Linked DNA regions of Mus musculus: region 1 is linked to region 2. A link is a contact called in public Hi-C data. All regions are on one chromosome and are shown on one strand. Each heading gives the region's core, a stretch centred on a gene start, on an enhancer-like site or on the middle of the called end of the contact. The rest is flanking DNA. Distances are from core to core; before and after follow the strand shown. Region 1 overlaps Chmp4b (charged multivesicular body protein 4B). Region 2 holds the start of Pxmp4 (peroxisomal membrane protein 4).

What was found. A called contact is a pair of places that touch in the nucleus more often than the background predicts.
Region 1: a contact with region 2 is called in a Hi-C map of the P5424 cell line, with 1.8 times the contacts expected there. The contact joins the enhancer-like site here to the promoter of Pxmp4 in region 2. A contact is called at or near these places in 1 of 39 promoter capture datasets (macrophages), 4 of 484 Hi-C or Micro-C datasets (the G1E-ER4 cell line, the P5424 cell line, embryonic stem cells and 1 more), 1 of 115 datasets of contacts at active chromatin or transcription factors (embryonic stem cells) and 2 of 9 other capture datasets (adipose tissue and pancreatic islet).

Annotation. Positions count from the first base shown.
Region 1 is chr2:154,694,579-154,702,293 of GRCm38.p6, reverse strand. It overlaps Chmp4b (charged multivesicular body protein 4B), which reads right to left. Exons shown (of 5, transcript NM_029362.3): 5 at 7,511-7,715. Among named protein-coding and RNA genes, the nearest start is that of 9030607L20Rik, 22 kb to the right of the region's middle. Within about 2 kb of position 5,458, at least 22 of the 459 cell types and tissues checked have an H3K27ac peak or open chromatin away from gene starts, as enhancers often do. A contact at or near this core is called in the P5424 cell line, where this site is marked.
Region 2 is chr2:154,599,037-154,605,715 of GRCm38.p6, reverse strand. It overlaps Pxmp4 (peroxisomal membrane protein 4), which reads left to right and starts at 2,043. Exons shown (of 4, transcript NM_021534.3): 1 at 2,043-2,199. The coding sequence starts at 2,087.

The DNA.
Region 1 (7,715 bases), core at 4,209-6,708, 93 kb before region 2:
GGTATATATTAAAAATAATCTTTTAATACAGGTTCAGAGATCAGATGAATTAATTTGTATCTGGAATACACTGAACAATATGTAAAAAGCTGGGGGTATATATAGCTCAGTGGTAGAGTATTTACCCTAGCACAGGCAAGACCATGTGTTCTATTACCCAGGGAAAAACACACACACACACACACACACACACACACACACACACACACACACACACAATCTGCAAGCTGTCACAGATTGTTTCAGTGGTTGGGGGACAGCCCAGTGACATTTCCTGCCCTCCATGCTCTTGTAGAATTAGCCATGTTCCTGTTGAAGCTGGTCTCTAATTCCTTACCTCCTGAACTTGGGTGAGTTTACAAGCCAGTGTTTCTGTGTGTCCTCCAAGGCTGGATCACATAAGTGCTGCTCACTCCACTGGCAGGGACAGTCAGTCACTCAGAACTCTGGGCTCCTACCAACAGCCAGCCCCAGCAAGCCCCAGTGAGGCATGGGCCATTTTTCACAGACTGAGTGAGACTGAGGGAGATGCAGAAGCCTGCAGCCTGGTCCTGGCCTTCTGAATTCTCACCCTCGGGCTGAGTATAATAATGGCTGCTTTTCAAGACCTAAGGTTAAGGCTCAGTGGCTAAGTGCTGGCCACTCGAGCATGAAAACCTGGATTTGAACCCCCAGAACCCAGGTTAAAAAGTTAGGCATGGCACCATACCCAGTGCTACTCCTGGGAGATGGGAGGTTGAGACAGGAGACTCCCCAGAAGCTCATGGGCCAGCTGGCCTGACATACACAACAACTAACAACAAAAAGACTCCGCTCAAACAACATGGAAGGCAAGGGTCAGCACTCAAAGTCATCCTGACCTCCATACATGACTCACAAACCGTGGCAAGCATGCACCATGTGCACACGAGCGCACGGGTGCACACACACAGACAGACACATACGCACACGTGCGTGCACAGACACCTTCCCGGTGCCCCCCCCCCCCTTTGCACCAGTAGAGAAGCAGGCAAGCTTCTTATATACCTTGATGGCTTTGTCCACTCTTCCTGTGAAGGAGCCAAGTGTCCCCAGAGAGCCATCCAAGGTGAAGATGGAGAGGAGGAAACTGTCCGGGAGAAAAGAGGAAAGGCCTCAGGTTGTGGGAGACTCCCTGACCTAGGTTCCCTATCTTATCAGTTGCTATGGAAGGACACTGGAGTCCAGTTACTGCACGGCTCTGATCCCACCGCTCTGTCTTATGGCTGTCTAGATCAGCAGTTCTCAACCTTCCTAATGCTGTACCCCTTTAATACAATTTCTCATGTCGTGGTGACCCCCAATCATGAAATTACTTCACTGCCACATCATAACTGTAATTTTGCTGGTATGGAATATCTGATCTGCAGGATATCTAATGTGGGACTCCTGTGAGAGGGTTGTTTGACCCATAGGTTGATAACTTTTTTGGCTCTCAGCAGCAAGCAGAAATGAGAGAGGCAGCCTTCTCTTGGACCCAGTACTTGGTTACACTCAGGGTTGGCACCTTCTGAGACAGGTACGTGCCTCTGTGAATGCGCTTCTGCCTCACCATGGTCACAGGGAAGAATATGAGGAGAGATTGGTTCTTGAGCCTACTTGCTGGATACTCGACCTTAGACAGATCTCTTTAACCCTTCTGTGCTTGGGCTCCTCCCACTGTAAAACAAGCAACAATAGCTCTGCCCCATGGTCTGTGTGGGTTGGTTGGAATGATGGCTTTGCAGTGTTCAGAGTCCTTCAGAGCTGCTGTTCCTATGGAAATCCAAGTGTTCCGGCCTGGGATGCTCTGAGCCAGAGAAGACACATCTGCTGGAAAGAGAGCTGGCGAGGCCAGTATGCAACTTGGGGATAGAGCTCTCTTGGCCTAATATGTTTCACCACACTGGATGGCAACCACCTTTCTCAACTTCCTGTCAGACCAGTTTCATAAGGGATGGCAGAGACACTCAAAATAATACACTTGTCAGGTTGGGCTTATAGTGGGCCAGAAAGTGCTGGGTTCTGATCCACACACACACACACACACACACACACACACACTGGAGAGAGGCAGGGGAGAGAAGAGAGCTATTCTGGGTAACAGTAGCTGTGTGATGAGTAGGACCAGGTCACGGAGTGACCACATATGTTTTTCTGGGGACATAAGTTTCCTGGCTTTAAGGGTAGGCCTCTAGAGTTACTAAGAACTTTGTTAAACTGGATCCTCAGGTCTACCCTATTTTGGGGTTTTGTGTTTTTTAACAAGGTCTCACTCAGTCCTGGTTGGCCTGGAACCCTATAGGTTCAGGGTGGCCGGGCCTCAAACTGACAGAGATCCCTCCACCTCTGCCTCCTAAGATTAAATATTAGATGCACAGCTATTCCAGGGCTTTTAAGGAAGAGAATATAGAGGGATTGAGGACTTTGCACATGTTTAGATTCCATTTATTTTTAGGGGTTTAGGGGCTAAGCGCACAGGCTGAGGATTAAGGTTTGATTCCCTGCACCCACTATAGCCCACAACCATTTGTAACTCCAGTTCCATGGTCTCGGGTACCTCCTTGGCCCTTCTCAGGCACCAGGCATACGTGGTGTACAGACATACATACATACAGGCAAAACACTCATACACATAACATAATCTTTAAAACATTTAAATCCACGGTATTTCCCACTTGGCTGATTTTCAGTGTCTGCGTGGTGGACCCTGCTGCTGCTGCCACCTGCTCAACATTCAGTCCCTTCTTCCTGGCACCAGACTCTGTTTTGTCTACATAGGCCAGGCAGGTTGGCCTTGCCACTGCCTCTCAGCACTGAGATAAAAAGATGTGTGCCACTCTGCCCCAGCTTGTCCAGGCTTTGAAGTGGGACACCATCTTAGTCAGGGTTTTACTGTTGTGAACAGACACCATGACCAAGGCAAGTCTTACTGGGACATTTAATTGGGGCTGGCTTACAGGTTCAGAGGTTCAGTTCATAATCAAGGCGGAAGCATGGCAGCATCCAGGCAGGCATGGTGCAGGAGGAGCTGAGAGGTCTACATCTTCATCTGAAGGCCGCTAGGAGAAGACTGGCTTCCACGCAGCTAGGACTAGGGTATTAAAGTCCACACAAAACAGAGACACACTTACTCCAATGAGACCACACCTCCTAAGAGTGCCACTTCCTAGCCCAAGCATATATAAACCATCACATTGCACTCCCTGGCCCCCATAGGTTTGTTTAAATATATGAGTCTATGGGGGCCATACCCAAACAGAGCATAATGCAAAATACATTTAGTCCAACTTCCAAGTCCCCATAGTCTATAGCAGTGTTAAAAGTCCAAAGTTCAAGGTCTCTTCTGAGATTAATCCCCAAAGCTAGACAGGAAACCAGCTGGGCAAACTCCAAACTCTGCATCTCCATGGCTGATGTCAAAGCAGTCTTCAGATCTCCAACTCCTTTTTCATCTTTGTTGACAGCAACTACCTTCTCTCTCCTGGGCGGGTTCCACTCTCTGTTAGCAGCTCTCCTCAGCAGGAAGCCCATGGCTCCGGCATCTCAAACATCTTGGAGTCTTCAAGGAAGCTTTAATGTTATAGCTCCTTGTTCCAATATCTGGGATCCACACATGATCTGGGCTGGTGCCACTTCTCCAGCTCTGCCCTCTGTAGCTCAGGTTGATCCACTCCACTGCTGGTGCTGTTCTTGGTGACCATGCCATGGTATTGGCATCTCCAATACACTGAGGTCTCCCACTGCAACTAGGTTTCACCAATAGCCTCTCATAGGCTCTCTTCATGGTGTCAAACCTCAACTCCTTTGCATGACCCCTTCAGTCCTGGGCCATCAACCACAATGAATGCATGAAGAAGGTGTTTTTCATGACACCTTCATGCCTTCAAAACCAGTACTACCCGGGTGACTTACACATTACCAAGTACAGCTGTAGCATGAATTACAACCTTGGCTATCTCTAGAACACAGCTTCTGTGCTCTTAGAAAACACTTCCCAGAAGATTTCACCTCAGTGATGCTGGTCTCTTCTTAATCGCCACTAATTTCTTAGCTCCAGCTAACCAGCATCAATTGTCCCAGTAATCACTTCTATTCTGGACTCTGAAGCCAGAGCCCCATGGCCGAAGCTGCCAAGTTCTGCTGCTTGCAGGAGCTGAAACATGGCCCCCTTGTTTCATTACATTATCACCAGCTTTCTGTTTCCCAACTCCTTCACTGCCTAAGCTTGGCTATCCTGGATCTTGCTCTGTAGACTGACCTTGAACTCAGAGATCTGTGTGGCTCTGTCTCCTGTCATGCTGGGATTGAAGGTGTACCACCATGCCTAGACTTAAGCTTTTCTTCACCTAGAACCTGCTCTGTTCAAGACTGGATGTAAAATCAGAGATCTGCTTGCCTTTGCCTCTTGGGATTAAAGGCTTGTACTTTGCTGTGTGGGATCTAGGCCCAAGGTTACCACACTCCCTTAATTCAATTTAATAATCCGTAAACACAAGATTCAGTTCCATTCCACTTTCTGGTGCCCCTTTAATACCATATATTTTGTATTTTTCCTTTCTAAGCTTACTAAGCTTGTTCAAAACGCTCTTCATAAGACTTAACAAGAGAACAAAGTCTCTGCTGGGCTTTTCTGAAATTTCCTTTGTCAATACAATTAATATAAATCTCTACCTTAGCCCCAGGTAGACTCTTCAAATCAGGGCAAAAAACAGCCACATTCTTCACCAAAATACCACAAAAACAGTCTCTATGCTACAAACTGATATTCTTCTCCTCTGAAACCTCTTGGGCCTGGTTTGCAGTCACTCTCAGCAAGTCTTCCATATTCCTACTAGGACAGTCCATTAAGCCCCGTTTAAAACATTCCACCACTTTCCAAATCCAAAGTACTGAAATCCACATTCTTCCAAACAAAAGCATGGTCAAGCAATACTTCAGTCCCTGGTACCAACTTTTGTCTTTAAGTTAGGGTTTTATTGCTGTGAACAGACATCATGACCAAGGCAACTCTTTTAAGAACAACATTTAATTGGGGCTGCCTTACAGGTTCAAAAGTTCAGCCAACTATCATCAAGGCAGGAGCGTAGCAGCATCCAGGCATGGTGCAGCAGGAGCTGAGAGCTCTGCATCTTCATCTGCAGGTCTCTAAGACTCACTTCCAGGCAGCTAGGACTCGGGTAGTAAAGCCCATGCCCAGCCCATGCCCATAGCCCACAGTGACACAAGGCCACACCTCCTAACAGTGCTACTCCCTAGCCCAAACACAGACAAACCATCAGACATTCTGGGACAGGAAAGTCCATCTCCTGCCTTAGCAGGGAACCCCAATAGACTCTTTTGTATACATCCCATCTCCCAGACTCCCTTGTAGTAGGAATGAGTCATGAGACACATGGCCCATGAGACCCAGAAATGACCTGTGTGTAGTCTTCTGGGATCCATTAACACAGGCAGAGGTGAAGCAAGGCCAGATGCTGATCCTCCCATTGTTTGCTCTGGAGCAGAGCGTGACCCAGGGTAGGGCCTGGACCAGAGGCGGCAGTTTAAGGGAAAGGCCCATGTGCCTAGGCAGCGCAGGAGGCAAAGCATTTTTTGTTTTGTTTTGAAGCAGGGTCTCTAAGCAGCCCTGTCCTGGAACTATCTATATAGGTCAGGCTGGCCTCGAACTCAAGTCTCCTCCCTCTACTTCCTGAGTGCTGGGATTAAGGGCGTATACCACGCTTGGCTGTTCTGGCTGCATTTAAGACAGTCTCACCACTACACACAACAAGCTAACCTTGAACTTGTTGTGGTCCTACTGCTGGGATTAGTTATGCACCATCACACCAGAAAGAGCTTTATTCTTGAGAACACAGTTGAGCCACTGAACCCTAACACTTCCATCGAGACTTCCTGTCCTGAGACCAACCTGCAAGTCCCCTCAAGGTGCTCTGTTGCATGTAAACTCAAGTTCCTACACAGAGTAGGTGCTAAAAAAACCAAACCAAAACAAAAAACCTGAGTGAATTTAGAGTAAGTATCATTTCTATGTGTTGGCTGTCTTCTGTTGCTTGTACCCAGAGTATCTAGTACAATAACATCTTTTCAGGCCTGAGAACTTCCTAAGCAAAAAAGAAAAAGAAAAAGGAAAAGAAAAAGGAAAAGAAAAAGAAAAAGAGAAAGAAAAAGAAAAAGAAAAAAAAAACTTCTAGACACTGGTGAGCACTATGCCCCACAGACCCAGGCACGAGGTATATGACTTGTAGAAATAAACACCCTTTTCTTGGAGGGAGCCCAGACAGCGCCCTGGTGTCTGTGCCCGTCAGAGCTGAGGGGAGAGACGTTCTAGGCAGCTGGAGAGACTCAAGAAAGGCTGCTCTGGTTTTCCCACATCAAAGGATGCTTGGGAGCCCCGGTCCTGTTGGCAGAGAGACCCTGGCAAGTAGAGCTTGTGACATTAGCCAAACCCAATCTCCCCCAAACCAGGCAATTTCAACTCAGGCATCAAGTCTCAATCATGAGTGTGGCAGCCAGGGTAGGAGCTGCTTCATTCAAAGAACACGAGACCTAGGGAGCTGTGGGGTAGGGACGGGAAGGGCTCCCATCAGTTCACTTTTGAACGATAAGTCTGGGGAAGGATTAGGAGACACAGCCATGTTGGAGGAGGTATCCCACTGGGGAATAGGCTCTGAGGTCTCAAAAGCCCACGCCGGGCCCAGTCACTCTGGCTCTAAAGTGTAGATTAGATGTGAGCTCTCAGCTACTGCTCCAAAATCATGCCTGCCTGCTGCCACGCTCCCGGATGCTATGATGGTGATGGAAACTGTAATCAAGTCCCCAATCAAATGTTTAAACGTTGACATGTGTCGGACTAAGACAGGAGAGTAGGCAGCTTGATCTGGGCACACTGAAAATAACAATATCCCATTGTGAACTCAGCCTGGTTTTAACCTTAGGACATTGAGAAGCTAGGGGAGTGGGGGTGACTTCTCAACCCTGAACTTGACATCAGGAGGAAGGAACACGTGGAGATCTACTTGACTGGAGGAGAGTGCCCAAAGCATCCGTCAGTTTCACAAGAGGGTAGAAGGATAAAGAAAAGTGCAGGGTGGAAGTGCTGGGCCAAAGATGCAGTGATTCTGCAGACGCAAATGGAGTGTGTGAGCATCTGTACATTGGTCCTCTGCCCACCACACGTCCTTGCTGTAGGAACACACACCACCTGACTGGGCCGTGTCTCACGAGGGCACCAGTTTCCACTAGACAGAGGCTCCCACAGGCACCGCCCTAGGTGCTGTCGGCAGACCGGAGGGAAGAGTCTGGGCTGCATAAGCACCATCTCTCTGACAGTGGACCCAGGCAGTCCCAGGCTAAGTGGGACCACAGCTCTGTGGCCTCCAGGATCTCTCGGTTTCTAGAAGATCCGTCTTCGCAAGTCCTTCAGGTTTCCCCAGAGGACCCTGGACAAGTGTTGGCCTGGAAAGGGTCAGCTCCCAGGGAAGGTGAGAGATTGACTGAACACACAGCGATATGAAAATTAAATCGAGATATTTAATAGACGGTGCAAACCATAATTTCATCTGAATATAAATGTATGCACACGTTTCCAATGAGCTATGTATCAATTATCACAACAGCAATGAGGACCTTAGAGCTACGTTAGAAAACTGGATAGCTGGAATTAACTCTAACAATCTTATTCGCTTGCAAGAGAACACATCCATTTCAGATCCGTG
Region 2 (6,679 bases), core at 794-3,293:
GACACACTTAACAACACTGAAAATAAAAATTTTAAAAAAGAACAAGGTGGGCGTGGTGGCAAATGCCTCACTAGGGTCTTTAGGATAGCCCAGGCTGGACTGAAGTCCATGATCTTTCAGCCTCTGCTTCACCAGGACTGAGATTACAGATGTGCACCCCCACAGCTGGCATAGCTTAAGATTTCTGACATACTGAACCCCACTCTTCAGGGTGCAGAAAGTCTTATCAGCCACACTGTCCAAGAAAGAGCTTTAAAAAAGAATCCCCCTTTCCTTTTTCTTCAACTGCTGTGTTTGACTCTGAAGCAGCCTTTTTCTGGCGTTCCTTGGGGTAATGGTTATACAATGATTTCTGTCACATTAGCCTGGGAGGTGAAACCCTTTTGGTTGTTATTGTTGTCGTTTCCCTAGGGGGCCATCTCTGATTGACTCAGAGGGTCTGCTCTAAGCCTCCTGGACTTTTACTCTTGCATCGCATGCCCTGTGTGGTTGACAAATTGAAATTCACAGGGTCAATATTTGCCAAGGTTCTCTGTCATGAGTGGCTTTGTTTCGCCAGTATCTGAGCCCTTTTGTTAACTATCTAGTTACCAGTAACTGAGCCCTCTTGTTAACTATCTAGTTACCAGTATCAGAGTCTTCTTGTTAACTAGCTACCAACTTTCACTCACACTTTTTCATTCCTCACACTTTTAAGCATCTCTGAGTTTATAAGAGGATTGTATAACTAAACATATTGGGCTTATTAGCTATCTATTAACAGGAATCCATGAAGATTTACCCATGCTATGACCATAATCGACAGTGGTCTTGGTGAGTGGGGCCTTGGATATACAAGTGCCAGGACAGACACATTGCTGTACGGGCCTCAGTCGTCATCAGGTGTCCCAGGTCTTGACAGAACTTGATGTGAAGACACTTGGCCAAACCTGGCTCCATTCTTTCTGCCCATCTTTCTTGTCTTCAAGTCAGGGCTGTGATCATATGTTTTGTGCAATATTCTGGCAGTGGTACTTTGTTATCTTTACTGCTTCTGTACACTTGTGTTGGGTACTGGGGTTACAGCAGAAAATAAGACAAACAGCTTTCTGGCTCCAAGAACCCAATAGTCCACGTGAAGATTGACATTGAGCAAGTAGTAAGTAATAACAATTACAATGTATAAAGAGTTCAATAGGGAAAAACAAAACAAAACGACAGAAAACTTGGACTAGTAAGTCAGAGCAACCAGTGCTACAGCCGGTGGGATATCCTGCAGGCTCCCCTGAGTAGGTGGTGCCACCCGAGCCAACACCTGCATACCGAGAAGTCAGTCATCGGAAGTACAAAGAATGTGCTTCAAAAAGGGAAATATCAGATGTAACTCCTTTGAAGCTGAGGGGTTCTTGGCATACTCAAGGAATGGAAACTAAGTCAGTAGACTAGAGAGAAGAGCAGATGTGAAACGGGAGGCAAAGACTGGCAGTCACGTAAGTAGGTCTGCTCCTGGGGGTGCCTGGGAGTTTGTATTTTAAAAATAAGTAGAAAAAGGTACCCAGCATGTGGGAGGTGGAGGCAAGGGGATCCTAGTTTAAGACTAGCCTGGGCTATAAGAGATTCTGTCTTAAAGCACCAAACGACAAGAGTGGCATGCAATTTCTGTCCTGAGAAGTTAGCTGTGATACTCGCTAGGCAATCGAAATTATCAAGTGTGACAAGTGACAAGTCCAACGTCACTTCCAAACACCACCCATTCCAACTCGAAAGAGAACAGCAAACCCCTCCCAAGCCCACAATTAAACAAACTTCTCCCTAAGAAAACTGCCTTCTCATTGGGCAAATCCTGCGTGAGACCTTCTGAGTCATGGTGATTGGTTACCGACTCTCCTTTCTCTTCCAATCAGACAGATATTTCGAAGAGTAAGCACTTCTCAGCCCATTGCAGACAAATGAGCTCTATGACTGGCTCTCTTCTATGATTGACGGCAGACTCAGCCTATGGACACAACGGCAGGGCGGGGCTCTCCAGTGCGGAGAGCTGTGTAGCCAGAGCCCAGGGCTGTCAGTTCTTGGCCAGCCAGGACCCTTGACCGAGTGCTCCGGTGCTATGGCCGCCCCACCGCAGCTACAGGCTCTTCTCCAGGCCGTCAACAAGCTGCTGCGCCAGCGCCGCTACCACGCTGCGCTGGCCGTGATAAAGGGCTTCCGGAACGGGGCTGTGTGAGTAGGGCCGCAGAGTGCGGCTGGAGCTAAAGGACGGGCCTAACTGGGGTCGCGAGTTCGAGGCCCGGGGCCCCTGAGCTGTGCTCTCTCTAGGCCTCAGATGTCTGTATATTTCAGTGCCCCGTTGGTGCAGCAGACGTAGGTTTCAGGGTTCCAGTCACCTTACCAGTCCTAAACTGGGGCTTCCTCTGTCTTGCTTCTAGGTCCTCTGTCCTTTCCAACCTGGCACTCTTGGCTTAGTTGCCTCCTCAGCACCTGTATCCCCTCATTGGGTCTAATTCATCTCATCTTACCTTGTCCCCTTTGGCCTACTTGGCTTCTGTGGCTCTGTATACACAAAAGAAACTGGACTTTGTCCTTTAGCAAGCAAGTGGTCACCTACTGCCTCATAGGTTCCCTCAGTAAAGTTCCTAACAGGTTCACATCTATATGTGACTTCACCTCACCCTTCATTTTCACTGGGGTCTCGTGAGAAGTGACAGTGATTGTATGTAAGAAAAAGTAGCTAATGTTTGCTAGGTAAATTGCTCTCCTTCCCTCCTAGGTAGGAGAGGAGATCTTGGGGTCGTTTTGCTTGACTGGTGCCCAGATGGGAGTTCCAGCCTCGTTAACCCTCATCCCTTAGCAGTTAGTGAGGGGCTGCTCTCACTGCGTGAGCAGTGACTCTCAGAGAAGAAACCAAAGTCTCTATCTCTAGGAGCTGGTAGCAGTGTGTGGCATGGTGGTGAGTATGTCAACTGCCAGGACTTAAAAAAACCTGGTGTCAGCTACCATGATCTTGATCTCGAACAAACCATTTTGGCTTTCTGGGTCTCACTTTCTAGAAAATGGGTCCCCCAGAGCACTTCTATACTGTTTGAGGATTGAGGCGATGTGTGAAATGGAGAGTACAGTCCCTGGTGTGTGTCTGTCTGTCCGCTGACGGATGTTGGTACAGGTACGCTGTCTGCCTGGCTCACGAACCCTTTTCAGATCACTGCTTCCTGTTCCTCACCCTCTTTCTCTATAGTACCTGTCATCAGACACTGGATGATCTTTTTCCTGGTCCATGTCTCTCATTAGAAAGTGTGCTCCAGGGCTGGTGAGATGGCTCAGTGGGTAAGAGCACCCAGACTGCTCTTCCAGAGTTCAAATCCCAGCAACCACATGGTGGCTCACAACCATCTGTAATGAGATCTGACGCCCTCTTCTGGAGTGTCTGAAGACAGCTACAGTGTACTTACATATAATAAATAAATAAATCTTTAAAAAAAAAAGATTTATTTAAAAAAAGAAAGAAAGGAAGGAAGGAAGGAAGGAAGGAAGGAAGGAAGGAAGAAAGAAAGTAAGTGTGCTTGTGCTTCAGCCGGGCGTGGTGGTGCACACCTTTAATCCCAGCACTTGGGAGGCAGAGGCAGGCCGATTTCTAAATTCAAGGCCAGCCTGGTCTACAAAGTGAGTTCCAGGACAGCCAGGACTGTACAGAGAAACCCTGTCTCGGGAAAAAAAGAAAGAAAGAAAGAAAGAAAGAAAGAAAGAAAGCAAGCTCCATCAGTCTAGGGTGGTGTACATCCTCAACACTGAAGATGCTGGGTCATCCTGTGCTACATTGTGAGACCCCGCCTCAACAACAGCCACAAAAAGAACTTCACAAGGATGGACATCTTTATCTAGATTGTCCTCTGTGTGTTCTGGTACTCGCTGTTATAGGCATTCAAATTCTCCTTTATGGATATTTGAAAACTAGGAATCACTCTTGTCTCTGCCTCGCAGATGGGTGGAATGTGATTTATGGGGGAGGTCTGTCGAGCTCTCCTGGTCACATCATGTCAGCATTACAGTCAGGATTCAAACTCAAAATGCATACAGAGTCAGGTAGAAATTGGGTCCTACTGAATCTGGCCAGGTCATATAGGACACTTTGACCAGGATGGGATGAACCCTAAGGTAACATTAGTAGCCTCTTTACCAGGTATGCACTGTACAAAGCAGGAGCTGGCCCCTGTGCCAAGCGTTGCTCAATATGGTCTTTGTACAGCTAACCCTATGACACTGTGTCTTCCTGTTCTCGGTGAACCTTCCCAGACAGTACAGACACTTTCTAAGGGTCAAGTGCTTGGGCTCTAATCCCAATGCTTTCGTTATAAAAGCTGGATTATTCTTTGTCTCTTCTGGTTTTGGTTTCCTCCTCCATAAAATTAAAACTATAAACTCAGCCAATCCTGGGTCCCCAAGGCGGGGATCTCAATACTTGTGAGTGGGACCAATGCTCTGACTCTCTTACAAGGACCATACATCCAAGGGGAAGTCTCACAAGCTAGTGTGACAAGGCTGAGCATGGCAGTGCACACTTGTTTTTGTTTTGTTTTTAAAGATTTATTTATTGGCCGGGCGGTGGTGGTGTACTCCTTTAATCCCAGCCCTTGGGAGGCAGAGACAGAGGCAGGCGGATTTTTGAGTTTGAGGCCAGTCTGGTCTACAAAGTGAGTTCCAGGACAGCCAGGGCTACACAGAGAAACCCTGTCTCGAAAACAAAACAAAACAAAACAACCCCCCCCCCCACACACACAAAAGGATTTATTTATTATTATATGTCAGTACACTGTAGCTGTTTTCAGATGCACCAGAAGAGGGCATCAGATCTCGTTACGGATGGTTGTGAGCCACCATGTGGTTGCTGGGATTTGAACTTCGGACCTTTGGAAGCGCAGTCAGTGCTCTTACCCACGGAGCCATCTCTCCAGCTTCTGGCAGTGCACACTTGTAATCATAAAGCTTTGGAGGCAAGTGGATTGAGAGTTTGAGGAGAGCCTGGGCTGAGTAGCAAGACTCTATAACAGAAAACAAAGCAAAGCAAAAAACAAACCCCCAAGAAACAAACAAATACCACACCATGCAAAGTAGTATTCAGCAATGCTTTTTAGGGGAGGTGGTGGTGACGTTCTGGAAGCCAAATTGGAGTTTTCCAGGGAGAAAATGGCATTCTAGGCATGGGAAGGCTTTCAACAAAGGCCTGGAGGTGAGAGAAAAGTGTTGTGTTTATGAAGAGTTGTGGTCAGTTTAAAGAGGCCAACCAGGATGACTGGGATGTTTGAACTTTGTGAACACTTTTAAAAAAAAAAAAGATTTATTTATTTATTTAATGTACGTGAGTACACTGTAGCTGTACAGATGGTTATGAGCCTTCATGTAGTTGTTAAGAATTGAATTTTTTTAGGACCTCTGCTCACTCGTCAACTCTGCTTGCTCCAGCCCAAAGATTTATTTACCCGCTGAGCCATCTCACCACCCCTTTGTGAACACTTAATTTGCACCGACTCGTTCACACATGTGGCTTGCCCTCACGTACAGTGTGCCTGCACATGTGAAGGTCCAAGGACTGTCTCACTGTCATTTCCTCCACTTTTTGTTTGAGAAAGGGTCTCACTGGCCTGGAATGTCACCAGATGGCTAGTTGGCCATCCACCTCCAAGATTCTCCACCTTTCATCTCACCGTTCCTTTGGATACAGGTCCCCAGCACTATGCCTTGCTTTTTACGAGGGTTCCAGGGTTTCCAAATTCAGGCCTTCACACTTCTAAGGCAAACACTTTACTGACCTAGACATCATTCTAACCTCTACCTTAATTAAAAACAAAACAAAACAAAACAAAAAACCAAACCAACTAACCAAACAAACAAACCAACAACCAACCAGGGTATCACTGTGTAGCGTAGGTTAACCTGAAAGCCAAGGTCCTCCTGTCTCAGCCAAACAGTTTCTGATACCACAGGTATGATGTAACACATCTCATCTGAATTTGAGGATTCCAAGAAGGGGCTTGTCAGGGACTTGAGGACAGGCTGTATGTCACCGGCATAAAAGGAAGGTTCTGGCTGCCGGCCGGCCGGAGGCTTAAAGCCTCTGTGTAGGAGAAGAAGATAAGGTTTTGAAGGTGCTGGGGGCAGAACGGCCACAGGGACAGAGATGGGAACTTCCTGCCCACTGCCAGGCAGAGGAGAAGATAAAAAAAAGCATCCTGCTGCCTTCTGCAACAAAAACAGCATTTAAAGTTGTTACCTTTACATTTTCCCTTTCCTTTCATCTTTTAAAAGTTAGGCAACTCATTCACAAAAGTCAAGGGCACTCACTTAGCAGGCAAGAGGCCCCGAGTTCCGTCCCAACTCTAAAGAAAAGTTAAATGTTCTCTGACCTCAGTCCCTCTGTAGAGATGGACCCTGTGTGAGTCTCTTGTGTCTTCCTCCAGAGTGTTGTATGCACACACAAACACATCTAACCCCCCACTTTAATGGTTTTTCTTTGGAAATGTTAACTTATAGAGTACCATCCTCACCTTACCGTCTTTGCTACACTGCTCACACTTTTCCACGTTGCTCTTGTAAACCCCAGAGGCAGCAGGCATCTCCCCCATGAGGGCTTTGTACATCTCCTCCAGTTTCTGCTCTCCCTGGATCCTCCTCGGGGAACCTTGTCAGCCATGACACTTTCTGTGGTCAT